Linked DNA regions of Rattus norvegicus: region 1 is linked to region 2. Evidence: chromatin contacts called from public Hi-C data. All regions are on one chromosome and are shown on one strand. The core of a region is the stretch at or near the end of the contact, and the rest is flanking DNA. Distances in the headings are between cores, read along the strand shown. Region 1 holds the start of Eda (ectodysplasin-A). Region 2 has its middle 32 kb from the start of Nalf2.

Region 1 (7,403 bases), core at 3,631-6,130, 120 kb before region 2:
TACTCACCTAAGCAAAACTGACAGTTCACAGACTTAGCAGGACCAGAGAGAAGCAGATCTGTTCTATAAAATGTCCTTGTTTTATATAAATGCTACCTGAGTCCCAAAATAATTTAATTCAACAACTACATTTCTATTTAGCTATAACTAATGATATGTTAGGAATCATGAAGACAATACAGAAGGTGGATTTCTGAGGATCATTAATGTAAAGAAAGGAGATTATTAAGATGAAAATCAGTAACAATGACCGAATAACTCCCAAAGAGAATATGGTTGGTGACTTCCAGGAGTAAAGTTAGTGAGAATAAAGATGAGAGGGATATTATGATAGCAGTTCATCAAAAGACTTAAATAAGACATTGGAAAGTCTGCATTTAAACTCATGATAAACTATTTTATCTAGATTCCATATATACAATGTGTGGGATCTGTTATGTTCAACATTAATCACCCAGAATGATTTTTAGTTATTAGAAATATCAAATCCTGGGATGCTAATGATGTAGCTAGTTATACCCAAAGATTTCTGTTGAGCATTAAAGTTGGCTTCTATGACATCTCCTCAAGTAAATAAGAATGTACCTCAATATCTCAAACAGACCTGAATAAATTTATATTGACCTGCTTGTAGTTTCATTTATGAGGTTCCACCTTTATCTCTCTCAACAGAACTTTTACCAACATTAAAAGACATCTAATACTCCTCTGTGTGAGGGTGTTAGATCTCCTGCAACTGGAGTTGCAGGAAGTTGTGAACTGTCATGTGGTTGCTAGGAATTGAACTCAGGACCTCTGGAAGAGTAACCAGTGCTCTTAACCACTGAGCCATCTCTCCAGCCCCGACATCTAATACTTAACTCTGTATCTGCCACAGAAAACTTTTTATTTATTGAGCTTGGATCATTAAATTACACCAATATATTAACCATACTCATCTCTCCTGATTTGGAAGACTTTAATATATCATACCCCACCCACCCCTCATTCTCCAGATTGAAAAAACAACTAGAAAATATCCCCCTTTTGATCAATTTAATTGGGTTTCTGGAGACTTATCAATCAATTGTAAGCCTTTTTTTTTTTTTTTTGAGGAACAACCACCAGAATTTTCTTTCTGATTAGAGGCGAAAAAATTCACGTTTGATCTCCTTCATGGAAAAAAGTTTTGTTTTGTTGTTGACACATTCCTGAGATTTTCTACCATGTTTTTGACATTTAAGAGACATAATTATGACCAGACCTTCTTTTCTACAGTGTGATCCAGTGATTTTCAATGTTTTGAATTATTTGTTGTCAAATTCAGACACTACTGGTGCATCTCTAGGCCTCAAGCTAACTCTTCCCTAAGTAACCAGACACAGCGACTCATTCAGCTGAGACAGCTCATGACTCCAGTCAACCTCTCACTTTTTATGATTAGAAACCATTCTCCCTTTCTAAAATCTAATCTCCCTTTCTAAAATCTCCTTTGCAGAAAATTGTGCAGAAATTGTCCTGAATTCTTTCTGTATCCTGACTTGTTTGTTTGTTTGTTTGTTTAATTCCAGTATGGTATAGACACACCTTCAATGATTTCTGGAGTCTTTCCTTGAGTCATAATTAAGAGCCCACAGTCCAATCATCTCATAAGTATGAATCACTTTACCTTTGCCTAAATATATGTATGATCTCACATAATGAAATGCCGCTGACTGTTCTGCTCACCCCAGCTTAGTTCCATCAGTTTACCTTTACTCTTTCTAAATATGTTAGTAGGAAACCCAAATATAGTGGCCACTGGAAGACGCTGCGTTTTGTCTCTAATCCCCTCTGTACAAGACGTGCTGTAACGGCAGCTGTTGATGTTGAAAACCTAAAATACAAAATAAGGCCAAGTCCCACAAGGCTATTTACTTCCTTATTTATGAATCAGAATCTGTCAGCATAACTTAGAATTTTGACTGTCAGCAGATACTACGATTAAATGTCACCGAAAAACCAGCAGAGGGTGCAGCAGGGCACTAGAAATTTTACCCAAGATATAGCACATCAATGTAACTCGATTAGCCAGTCAACTTTTCCTTTATTTATTCATTCATTTATATGTTTGTTTCTTTGTTTACATGCTAAGGCTAATATTGTCAAAAGAAATAAGTTGAATCTGCGATAAAATTCCTTCAGTGAGCTAAAATTCTCCTGAAAGTGAAATTCAAGATGAATAAGGAATACATGGTTAAACTTAGTCTTCCCAAAATTAGAGCAGAACAAAATGACACAGATCTGAGCCCTTCATTTTGTAAAAAGCCTACTATGGAGCTCCAACCTGTTGTCCCTTCATTCCCCCCCCTTCAAAAAAAACCTTCTCAGCAGACACTATATTATGGAGGGGTGTGTACTAAACTGGAAGATGGGAGAGCACCTTCATCCTAGTTTTGACTCAGGCTATGATATCTTGGGCCACTTACTTCTCCCTTGAGGCCTGTATGTTCTCCAAAGGAATCAGTAAAATAGACTCAGGTAGTACCTTACAATCTGGAAAACACAAATTCCAATTAATGCTAATAAATGTAAAGAACTAGTATTGCTTTGATTGCCCCAAAAGACTAAAGTAGACTAAAGGACAGCAGAGAGGAAGCTGTGCTGAAACACGTAAGCATATCTGCTACACCTGGGGCAAGCAACCGAACGGCATTGCAAAGCTGTGAGTCCCATGCCGTCACAGAAGCTAGAATGCTGCTGTCCTGCCAATCTATAAACAGGGCTCTGTCTTTCCTGATTGCTCAAAATCCTTGAGCACCATTTGAGTAAAGAAGTTAAATTTCCTGATTGTATGTATGTATGTATGTATGTATGTATGCATGCATGCATGCATGTATGTGTGCATGGATATATGTATGTGCAGAATATCAATGTGGAGCTGCTAAGTACCTCTACTGGGATGGGGGGGGCAAATAAAAGACCCAGAGTCTCAATTAATTCTCCTTTAGCCCCAGTGTTTAAAGTTTCAAGTATGAGACGTCTGTCTGCTGATTCTCTTCTTTGATAAGCTGTTAAATAAGTTTGAGTGTCTTTGACATTTTAGGTCTGGGGCAATTTTACCAAGCACATTGTAAAAGAAAAGAAAAGGAAGGAAATGGAAGGAAAGAAAAGTGTCAGTCCTGACAGAGTATTGTTATGAATGTGATGGCTCTAAAAGTGTTCAACCCGTTAAGTCAAAGTAGCACAAACACTGTTTAAAGAGTTGTGACAATAACTATGTATGTAGCACCAAATACAGAAGGCTTCCTTGCCTCACCTCAAGTAAGTTACTTACACAACTTGCCGTTTCCTCCAGAAGTTACAAATTCACCATTAGTCTTTAACCACCTCAAAAAGATCCTTGGATGCTTTGCCTAAGATTCAAGTGTGAGACATCTATGGGAACCACAAGAAGGCTTAATATCAAGTACACTAAATTTGCTTGAATAACGAGTTAGAAAAACAACCAAGATAAAGGTTTGCTAAAAGGGATACAAACACTCTAAAGATTATCAAAAGCAAAACAAAAATCCAACTTCCTGTTCCAAAGGCAGCATTAATGAAAACTCTTCACACCCACTGCACCCAACTCCATCCACAAGAGTGTCAGAACCGGCATGCAAAGGGTGAGTTTTATTTCCATAGATTTTTCAAATTGCTGTTCAGAAGTTGTCTAGCAAGACGGCATATTTCTACCAGAATTCCTCAGGGGCACTGATCCTCACTAGAACGCAGAGGAGAATCGGTCTCAAATTGCAGGTGAAAAAGCTCAGGTCCTGGTCAGCGCACAAGAAGCCAGCGCTGAAAGTACGGTTAAAAGTTGTTTCAACGGGCGTGGAACAGTTAGTACAGCTGTTTACAGCTCCAACTCCAAAGAGGAGCCTGCTAGTGCTGGAATCAGCCCGGGACACGAAGAAACAAGCACCACGGGCAGAGAATCTCACCAGGGGGCACGAGGGGCCAAGCTGCTCGCCGTTAGACGGCCACGGGGGTGGCGCAGACACCTCCGCGCCCGGATGGGTGCAAGGCAGGCCAACTTTTCGCGAAGCAGCCCACACCCCCCCGGGGGCGGCGCGTGCAGGCTGGGCTTTCCAACTCCACGGGACCCGAGAGGGTCTGGATGAGCCAAGCTAGGAACCGAGGACAACCTGCCCTGGACAACCTCTCCCCAGCACTCTGGCCCACTCCCAGCTCCTGCCTGGAACTTGGCTCTGAGTGGCAGAGTCCCCTGAGCCCTGAGGCCCAGGCCCCCGCCCAACCGAGCAGGGGAGGGGGCCTCCAAGGCCGCCGCCCCTCCTAGGTGACTCACCTGGTGCCGGTCCTGGGAGTCAGGGGGGAGTGGATCTTCTCCTGGTTCCAGGGGCTGCTGTTGAAAGGACGGCTGCCCGAGGTGGCGGGTGATGGGACCCACAGGGTCGAGGCTCCCAGGGCTGCTTAGGGTGCCAGAGGTGCCAGGAGCACCCGGGCCACCGAGGCGGGACTCGGTTCCCCGTTCCCGCCGCAATTCGGACCGCAACTCTAGGTAGCAGCACAGCGTCAGCAGGTGGAGGGCCAGCGAGAGGCCAAAGAAACCCAGGAAGAGCCGGCAGCTGTTCCCTTCGCCCGCCCGAGCAGGGGCCCCGCGACAGCCGCAGCCCTGGCTGCCCCGCTCCCTTGGCGCTGCAGCAGGCAGGGGTTCCCTGCGCTCTACCTCAGGGTAGCCCATGGCCTCCAGAGACAACCACTATCTGAGGCCCGGGAGCCACTGCCTCTGCCTCAGTCCTTCACGACCCCTGACAGGCGACTACTGTCCTGCCATCGGCTGGGGGCTGCAGGGACCCGTTCCTGAGCGACGGTGGCTGGGCGGGACAGAACAGGGAGCAGCCGCATGTGCAGCTCCACTCCGAGGGGTGGGAAAGGGAGGAGGAGGGGCGGGCGAGAGGGGCGGCGCGGCCCGAGAGGGAACGAGGGAGGAGGTCCTCACCTACCCCGCCCCATGCCTCAAGGGGCGGCCGGGACGCCCAACCACGGGCCCGCCAGGCCTGGCCGCCCCGCCCCCTGCCGTTCCACTCGGGCCTCCAGCCGTGGGGCGGGGCCTGGGGGCGTGGGGGTTCACCTCTGCCTGGCAGCCCCACCCAGCTCTTCCCGCTTGCCCCGTTGCAGTTGGTGAGTGCGGCTGTCGTTCAGCTTTGGACTCCACCCCGGTTTAACCCTTCAGCGCCGCTATGGGGGAGGGCGGGAGGGGGAGGCTGAGAAGAATTTGGGAACCTTGGAAAGAACGTGGAGCAAAGAAAAGGAGGCAGAAACTAGCATTAATAGAAATGTTTGCAATTAACTGCAGTTGCTAATAACATCATCCAGTACTTATCTGTTGCTTTCAATCTTCAAAGCGTTTAACAGACGTTAAACTAATTAAAACAGTTCAGGGTTTGGAATGAAACCATGCCTGCTGTGTTTGCAATTCAATGGCTCGCCAGAAGAAAAGGAGACCTAGGAGCCTGGGAGCCAAACAGACTGGGAACCTGGCTGCCCCACTCCCAGAATGAGTCTTGGGACACAGTCTGAGCATAGAGAGGGTGCCTAGCGCCAAGTAAAACTGAAGTGATGCTGTCCCTTGAAGGCTAAAACGGTTTCCTAGGATTTCTTGATATATTAATTCATTCAAAAGATATGCATTGATCCCTTTCTCAGTGCAGAAAGTGCTGTGTGAGAGAACCCGCAGCCAAAAGTTTGTCTTCTTCCAGGGCTGCAGAAGTTTTGGAAGAACTCGAGCCTTCGAGGAGCAGGTGGGGAAACTGAGGGTCATGATGAGGTGAATTTTTACAGGGGTGGTCCACAGAATGGCCAGACACTAATGGCATCTGTACTCACAGGCAACTGTTCTGGCCTCTCCACCCTTCCCATGCTTCCCCTGGAGTACTCCCTGGGGTAAGTTCAACAAGTCAGCCAAATGTTCCAGATGTACACTGCTGCAACTGCAGCATCTTCAAAAGCTGCACCAATCAGAAACAGGGTCAGAGGGGAAAAATGGCAAATGTCAGAACAATAGACCTGGAAATGAAGGATGGAAAAGATTAGTTGTCAAGAGTCACAATTGACAAGCATTAGTAGTCTCAGATTTTAGAGAGCTAACTAGCTGTAGCAGGACAAGCATCCACTGTTTTAGCCAGTAGGTACTCTCATTTCCGTGTAATTGAGAAATGAATAATTATCCATTTTTATTAACTTGAAGCAAGTATAGTAAAAGCCACTGAGAAGGCTCGGTGATGCACCAGAACACTTAAGGCTAGGCCTAAGACGTAGGCTGATAAGGGAGAAGAAAAACAAAGAAGAATATAGAAAAGAGACAAAAGAACAACAAAACCAAAAGCATATGGTGGAGAGGTCAGTGCAGAGAGCACAGAGGTCATATAAGCTTTAAATATATCAGCCACAGACATGTTTTCCTTCATAGCTTAGTGAATGGCCTCAGTGCTTCACAAACATCTTTTTGTCCTCTTTTTAACCTTTACCCATGAAACAGAACGTTTGCAAAGGATCTCATCATCACACAGATAAGGAGGAAAAGAAAGGCTTGCAACAGCAGCTCTCGAGATCTACTTGTCCAGACCAGGAATTCTAGATGCTAGGAAAACCGCCAAGCTGGTTTACCTTAATTATCACAGCCTGGATTATTGGAAAGAATGCTAGACCAGAAGTCAGGAGGCGTTATTCTACCACTAGTTTGTTGGGTCACTCTGAGCGAAGGGAGTGGGGAAGCATTAGCTTGGTTTCTCCAACTGTAAAAGGAGGAGTTTAAACTGTAACAGCTATTACATGGGCCTTATCAGTCTCATCACTGGCTCTGTTGACTTTATTGCACACCCGGTTTAAAGAGGCTGTCTTTCCTTCCTCTAAAATGAGAGGGAAATAAATGGCATCTGTCTCCTGATGGTGGTGGGAGTGAGCCTGACAATGGTGGTGATGCTCAAGGGGTCTCATGGGTCCCTGCTTCCGATGTTCTACCTACTTTTTTTTTTAAATTTATCACTCTGTGTGTGTGTGTGTGTGTGAGAGAGAGAGAGAGAGAGAGAGAGAGAGAGAAGAAGGAGGAGGAGGAGGAGGAGGAGGAGGAGGAGGAGGAGAGACAGAGAGATGGGGGAACTCACATGCCACTGAGCACATTAGGAGGTCAAAGGACAACTTTGTGGAATGTGTTTTCACTTTCCACCTTTGCATAAGTTCCCAGGATCAAAGTCAGATTATCAGATTTGCAACTGTAGAGCAGCAAATGCCTTCCTCTGGTGGGCCATCTCACTGCAGCCCTTTCTTTTAATAATGGACCAAGAAAGACTCCCTTTATACCATTGCCCCTAGAAGCCATCAGAACTGCCTTTGACCTCAGATGTCATTTTGATGCCCAAGAGGCAGAAAATAAGACTTCA
Region 2 (7,384 bases), core at 4,211-6,710:
CAGGAGAGCGCGGGTGAAGGGGGAGGGCCCGCAAGGATGTCTGCCAGCAAGGGAGTGTTAACGGGGCCAACACCTGGGAGTGAGGGGGGTGGACGAGCAGGAACAAGGCAAGGGATGTGAGCCCCCAGGAAGTGTGGCCAAGAGGCTTGGAGCGCAGACCCAGGTGCTAGGAGCCAAGGCATGTTGAGCAAGTAGTAAATTTTGGCTTTCCTGGCCCAAGTCCTGGCTTGAGGGAATCCCAGGAAGCCCTGGAGAGTGGAGCTGGCAGCAGGATGGTGCCTTGACAGAAAGAAACCTAGATTGGGGGCTAGTAAATGCTCAGGCTCCGTAAGAAGGCCACATGATGTAGAAAAATGATGGTTAAAGAGTTCTGTAATATTGGGAGGACGAGAAGGAGAAGGGGAGGGGGGAATGAGGAGGAGGAGGAGGAGGGAGGAGGAGGAGGAGGAGGAGGAGGAGGAGGAGGAGGAGGAGGAGGAGGAGGAGGAGGAGGAGGAGGAGGAGACGACCTGTTTCAGTCTTGAATATACCTGTGCCAGGCTGTGTGATTTGGGGAAAGTTCTTTCCTGTGAGTTGGATTCCTCTTCCGTCAAAAAGGGAGACCTTTTGAAGAATTGAACTCTTTTTAAAATGAAATCTTACATAGAATATTACTCTGTAAAAGAGAGAAAACAATACTTGATTAATAGAAGGGTGCCCATTGATTCAAATTTATGTCAACAGAACTATCGGGTATTAAGGTCAACTCAGTAGCTTGAAACCAAGCGCTCCAGTGCTCACTTGACTAAAATCTACCCCAACCTCCAAGGGCACCTCAGAACTCTGGGGGAAAGCCATGTACAGGGTTATTTCTCTAGAACACTTCCAACTCTGATACTTTCAGAATGAATACTGCGGGGTCCTGAAAGTGTAGGTATTGTCTTCTTTCCCCTGTGTTCACAGTGTCTTGGAATCCTTTATGTCTGCCTTGGGGCACGTTGGAAAGGACTCACAGCAGCCAGGTCTCTGGGCGCACTGTGTATACCCATTTTCCATTTGGCTACAGTCTTCAGAAGTTTCATGATTGGGTTCCAAAGAGGTGGCCCACATCACAAAGTTTTAGAGGTTGAGTAAAAGAAGAAGTTACCTGAAGAAGAAGTTCAAGAGTGGGCCTGATTTAAACACCACACTTAGCCATAGGTACTGACTGTGTAAATGACACCACCAAGCAAAGCTCTGGATAGTACAGGTTCTTGGTTGTTTTGTGCAGGGCCTTCCTTGAATGGAACACAATTCCAGATCTTCTTAGGAGAATATTAAAGAGAACTTAATAGAATTAGAAAAATGAGGAGCATTTTTGTTGGGTTAATGGTGCAAAATCCAACAGGAATATGAAGGAATATAGTTTAAAAAGAATACGTGATGTATGCTTATATTTTTATTCTTTTCCTTTAGAAATGCAAAAATGTCTTGTCATACTGTCATTCATATTCTTTAAAGTGGCTATATAATAAGTCATTGTGTATATGCATCAAATTTTACTGAACCCATCTTCTTTTGATATAATCTAAGCTCCAGTAATATATATGATTCATGATCTTACAACAGCTATTATTACATACACAGCATCCAACAGAGGTGTAAACACATAAGCACATCTTATTACAGAGGATTTGTGCTACCTTTTAACGTTAACTGGGAGGTGGCAGGGCAGAGTGCTCTGGAATGCTATGACCTCATTTTGCTACCCTTTACCGGTTTTGGTGCTTTCCCAGATCTTTGGTCTGTTGAAGCTAAATGACTTCCTTGAACATGGTGGAAAATGGAGCCAAAAGTTCAGCTGGCCTGGCAGGAGTCTCTTGAGTTATACCCACCAACTAACAGTTACCGATTGGTGACACTCACTTTTTTTTTTTTTTGTTACTGTTGTTCCTTGAACCACTTGAAGCAGTGGCCAGAGATGGCAGACTACTTTTAGAATCCAGGCAGATAATAAAAATCCAGGAAGCCAGCTTCATGTAGGATGACAGATGGCAACTGACACCTAGTTTCAGCGAGGGACCAAAGGGGAAGGTGTGACAGTGGGACTGACTTCTAGAGCTGACTCAATTCTAGCTGCCAAAACTGCCACCTATTAATGGATAAGCCAGGAATTTGGCTTTAAATGAACTCTTCCCAGCATGTACAGAAAAATAATAGAAAGTGCAGAAGCTCTGAGTGCTTACTATGTGTCAGGCAGTGTTCTAAGAGCTTGGACAAGGGCTCCACCGCTAACCAAGAAGCTATTTGAAATTGATACCTTCTGGGAAAGGGAAAATCAGTTTTCACTGTGTATTTCAACCACACTCCAGGGCAGGCCCCATGCCTAGGAGTAATTGGTCAACACTTCATATTGTTGTTGATTCTTTTCTTTGTGAGCATTTTGTTTCCATTTGGATTTTTTTGTCTTTCTGTTTTGTTTTTTAATTTGATTTTAATTTTAATGTTGTGGGGAGGGAGGGTGGGAGGGAAAGAGAATGAACATAAAGTTGGATGGTAGGAAGGATCAGGAGAAATGGGCAAAAACATGATCAAAATATATATTGATTGTATTGATTGTAACCCAGGGAGATAGAGTACTATTGTTTATCTCCATATTACAGATGAGCTAGGGAAGGCTCAGATAATTTAAGCAACATCCATAGAGTCATACAGATCAAGTGGCAGACTCAGAATACAACCCTAGGCTATGTTCTTAACAATTACAATATACAACCACTTACTGTGGTCCCCTAACTGACACGTGAATACTGAAGAAATCATCACTACCAAGCCAGATTAAATGTTGCTGGAAGCCTCCTGAAGAGATCCTGGCTTTAATCTGGAATGAGACCATTGTCATAGACGGTTCTAAAGATCTAAACCCTAGCTAACTCCTTTGCTAGCATTCCTGCCTAGACAAGGTCTGGCTCAGGAGCAAGCCTTTTTTAAGCTGCCATTTAGTCATACTGCCTTCTGTTTCAATTGCTTTTGAGAACGAGGTGAAGGCATAGAGCTGGGTCAGTTGACCTAGCTTTGGGATCTCAAGAGGCCTCAATATTAGAGGCAGAAAGATGCCGGCACTTGATTACTTTCTAATTCTTGGCTTCCTTCTCCTCCTCTCCCTCTTCCTCCTCTTCCTCCTCTTCCTCCTCCTCCTCCTCTTCCTCCTCCTCCTTTTCCTCCTGTTCTTTGATCGTAGTAGGGATGGAACCCAGGACTTGGCAAGTTGCACTGCCATTACATCTTTAGCTTTTGGGTTTTAGGAAGAGGGTTTTGCCAGGTTGTCCAGTCTAGCATGAGCTTCGCTAGGTAACCCAGGCTGACCTTGAATTTGCAGTGATCTTCTTGCCTCTCAAGTGCTGGGATTACAGGCATGTACCACCATGCCTGGCTGGTTCTGACTCTGGTTTGTTGGCATGTTTGTTTGGAGTGGGTGGATCTTTTGGTGTCTGTCAGTCTCAGTTTTCTCACCTGTAAACCCCAACTAGTAATCTCCCCTGCACAGGGTTACTGTGAGACGCAGCAGGACACTGTGTGCACAGAAGCAGTACAAATAGCATATGCTTAGCAGTAGGGCTTGTTTAGAGACAAAAAGATGCCATCTCCTAGGGAAAGTTACAGAGAAATGGAGCCAGGGATGACGAGCTTTGGAGGTAAGGGCTTGGGCAAGTTAACATCTACCATGAGTGCTCCTTTGACAACCATCTCCCTTTGCCATTTGTTTGTTCACTTTCAGTTTTTTAATTTTTCTTACATTCATTTACTTGCGTGTATGCTTGTACGACCACAAACATTCTACAATGAGTGTGGGTGGGTGGAAGGTTTTACCTTCCACTATGGGGTCCTGATGAATCTCAGGTCTCCAGGATTGGTGGCAAGTGCCTTTACCCTCGGAGCTATCTCAAAGACTCTACTTTTATTTTTTTCATATAAATTTACAGGTTCATGTGGTGAGTTCAACAAGACTAAACACACAAACACACACACACACACACACACACAGAGAGAGAGAGAGAGAGAGAGAGAGAGAGGAGAGAGACAGAGAGAGACAGAGAAAGAATATCTTTTCCTCATGAATATCAGGCTCCATAAGAATAAAAAGGTACTTGCTGAAAGTGAGGTTCATTATTGTGGAGAAAATTTGATCATGCATGTCCCCGGCCACTTCGTGATAAGATCAACCAATGTATGATTGCTGAGAATCAACCTCCAGTAAGCAGCAGGAAGGTCAGGAGGGGGCGATATTGGAGGGTAAAGGTAACAGAGTGGAGAACTTCAAAACCTGGTGAATAGGAAGGCAGGCACTTGTTCTTGGCAGCATCCGGTCTCCAGTCTTGTCACAATGTACTCGTGAGTGAAAACCGCTCAAACAGATGCCTCTGAAACCCTTCACAGAGTCCTATTGAGTCTCCCACTGCTCTAGACCTAGTCAGGGCAGCCCACCAAAATGGGGTGGTCACAGTGTGGAGGGCTTTGAATATCAGCTTTTGCTTTCCCCAACCAGTGGGAGCAATTGCTGGAGCAGGAAGTCAGACTAAAGCTCTAGAAGGCACCTGGCCCCGTGCCAGGGCATCTCTTCTTGCGACGGCAGGAGGCTGGAGGCAGGTGTGGAAAGAATGAAGATCTGGGGACAAAATAGCAGACAGGATGATGGATCAGTAGGAGAGAGGATAATAGGAAGGAGTCAGGGAAAATGGAGAGAGGGAAGGAAGAGGAGGAACGGGGAGGGAGGAACAGAGAGGGGGAAAGAGGGAAAGACAGAGAGAGAGAGAGAGAGAGAGAGAGAGAGAGAGAGAGAGAGAGAGAGAGAGAGAGAGAGAGAAAGAGAGAGAAACTGAGACAGACATCATCTAGATCTTTGTGGTGGGGGAGTGGAAGGCACCAAAGGAGTCCCAGATGATAGCTGATTGACTTCTTGCTCTAATCGCCAGGGGGAAAGGCAGGCCATTAGTACAAACAGTGAATTGACCCCTTAGTGGCTTTCTTCCTTCTGCACCAAAAAGCTGCCTATGCAACCCTGTACATCTTTTCATTCCAGCCTGGCTAGACGGGGCGGCCAGCTCCCAAGCTGTGGCTGAGGCTCTGGAGCGCTGAGCTGCATTTCATGGCATGGTTCCGGGAGGCCCCGGCCTTCAGGGGCCTGGAGGCCGGCGCTCCCGCCCAGCCTCCTGCGCCCCGCCCATGCCCCAGCCTCAGCCTGCTTTGGCTTGACAGGGTAGTGGGAAAGCCAAGGCCGCCAGAGGCGGAGGGGAGCAGGCAACTGAGGGCCTGGGTGCGGATGAAGGCGGGAAACGGCCCAGACGCGAGGAAAGCACGAAGTAGTAGAAAGTGGCCAAGGAGGGAAGGCCGGCAGGGCGGACTGCAGCGGACCCCCGCGCCTGGGCCTTGTTCAGCGGCTGAGCCTCCGCCTCCCTGGCGCCTCCCGCCCGGGTAGGAGGAGCCACAGCGCCACCCAGCGGCCGGTGTCGGGGAAAGGCAGTTAGGGCTTTTCCATTGCCCCAGAAGAGCTGGAAGCAGAGTGGTGTAGAGCCTGAGGGAAGCGCCTGGAAGATAGATAGCAAGTGCAAAGGTAGGGGGCAATTTGTGGTTGATTAGCTTTCAAAACCAGACCTTCCGTTCACTTCATCTACAGATCCATGCAGAACGTGGTTTTACTTGAACCTTACCTCAGGTCAGCTGATAATATAGGCTTCTGAATTCAACAATCTTCATGGCTCCCAATGGACCGCGATGTGAAGCCAACCTAGATTTCCTGTTCTGACGACCTTCAAGGCCTTTCATGTTTTTACCTTAGGCAATCTTTCAAGCTCATCCCTTGCCACCCACTCTGTACATTCTAAACCACTTTCTTACCCAAATGAACTACTTACCACCTCCACAATCATTCACTCAGTGGATGTTGACTAAAGCACTAGAGAAATGACAAAGGAAAGAAAACATGACAAAAAAGGTTCTTTTCTTCCTTAAACCTTCCATTCAAATGCAGAGACAACAAACAAGAAAGCAGATGTGAAAACCATTGTCCTGTGTCCACTTATCATTTAAAATAGTTCTGTGCTGTCTAGATGGTATAAAAGGCAGGGTGACATGTTAAAATATTGGGGCAAGAGGGGGACTATTATTCAATGAGTAGTCAAGAGATGCCCTCTGAGAAATTGACTTGTGAGCTGGAACCTCATAATGAAGAGTCAGCCAAGCAAAAATCCGAGGAAGGACATTTGAGGTTGAGGAACTGCAAACATAAACTCAACATAGGTGGGGCCGGAAGGGAGGGAGGTTCTGAGGAGGGAGGGGAAGGCAAGTTGCTTCTGGTTGTAGAGAGCTTGGTGAGCCATGGAGAGTTCTACTGTATTCTATGTGTGATGTGAAACTATGGGAAGTTGCTAGCAAGAGAATATGGGATGCTTTTCATCTTTAGAAATGTTCCACAGGAAGAATACAATGTTAGAGACCGAAAGACTATTTCTCCACTCCTCTTTGAGCATTCCAGCATTTGTTGTCAGTTATCTTGTTGGGCTTTGTCATTTGGATGGGGGTGGGGGGTGGGGATGGGGGTAGGTGGGGGTGGTAAGATGAAATCTCAAAGTTGTTTTGATTTGCATTTTCCTATGTGCTAGGGAGGATGAACATTTTGGAGATATTTCTTAGCGTGTGTGTGTGTGTGTGTGTGTGTGTGTGTGTGTGTGTGTGTGTTGAGAGTTCTCTGTTCAGATACCAGGTTCACTTTTTGAGTGGGTCATCTGTGAGACATCTTTGCCTATGGTCTAAGAGTCACTAGTGGCCTGAACTAGATGACACCAATGGGCATGGAAGACATTGTCAAAATCTACATGCATTTTGAGAGATCTCTGTTTAAGGTTTTCCCCCCTATCCAAGGCAGGAACTCTTGAGAGCAGATGCCATGTTTGAGTAACCTATTGACACTCATCCTACACTCCAAGGCAGTTACCTTCATGAACATTCAGTACTAAGTGAATAGACATCTGTGTGGCCACCACAGTGCATGTGACAGAACCTGTTGCTGTAATGGACTACTGCCGTTTTTTTTACTTATCCCCATGTCTTTTGTGCTAGCAACTGGACCCAAGGTCTTCACTTAGGTTACTTTGCATTGTTATTTAACTATTTAACATCTAATCCCCTCCCTTTGTTTTAGAGATCAATCCTAAAAGGAGAAAAAAAGGATTCTATGAATGTTGGATAGACAGTCAAAGTCATCATAGCATAAAATGCTCACTATTTTGAATCTCAAATAATCTCTTCTTTCCACTTGCCCCAATTGTTTATCCACATCCATTATGCTAAGATCCTTTTGAGCCTCCCATTAATTGTTATAGTATTACAGCACAATGCAAGTGAATATTGGGGTGAAATTGCAAGTCTT

What was found. A called contact is a pair of places that touch in the nucleus more often than the background predicts.
Region 1: a contact with region 2 is called in a Hi-C map of Schwann cells, with 17 times the contacts expected there. The contact joins the promoter of Eda here to the enhancer-like site in region 2. A contact is called at or near these places in 6 of 12 Hi-C or Micro-C datasets (the A7r5 cell line, Schwann cells, frontal cortex and 2 more).

The regions. Positions count from the first base shown.
Region 1 is chrX:69,116,297-69,123,699 of GRCr8, reverse strand. Eda (ectodysplasin-A) reads right to left here and starts at 4,880. Exons shown (of 8, transcript NM_001305243.1): 1 at 4,310-4,880. The coding sequence starts at 4,705.
Region 2 is chrX:68,993,822-69,001,205 of GRCr8, reverse strand. No RefSeq gene overlaps it. Among named protein-coding and RNA genes, the nearest start is that of Nalf2, 32 kb to the right of the region's middle. Within about 2 kb of position 5,460, at least 11 of the 93 cell types and tissues checked have an H3K27ac peak or open chromatin away from gene starts, as enhancers often do. A contact at or near this core is called in Schwann cells and liver, where this site is marked.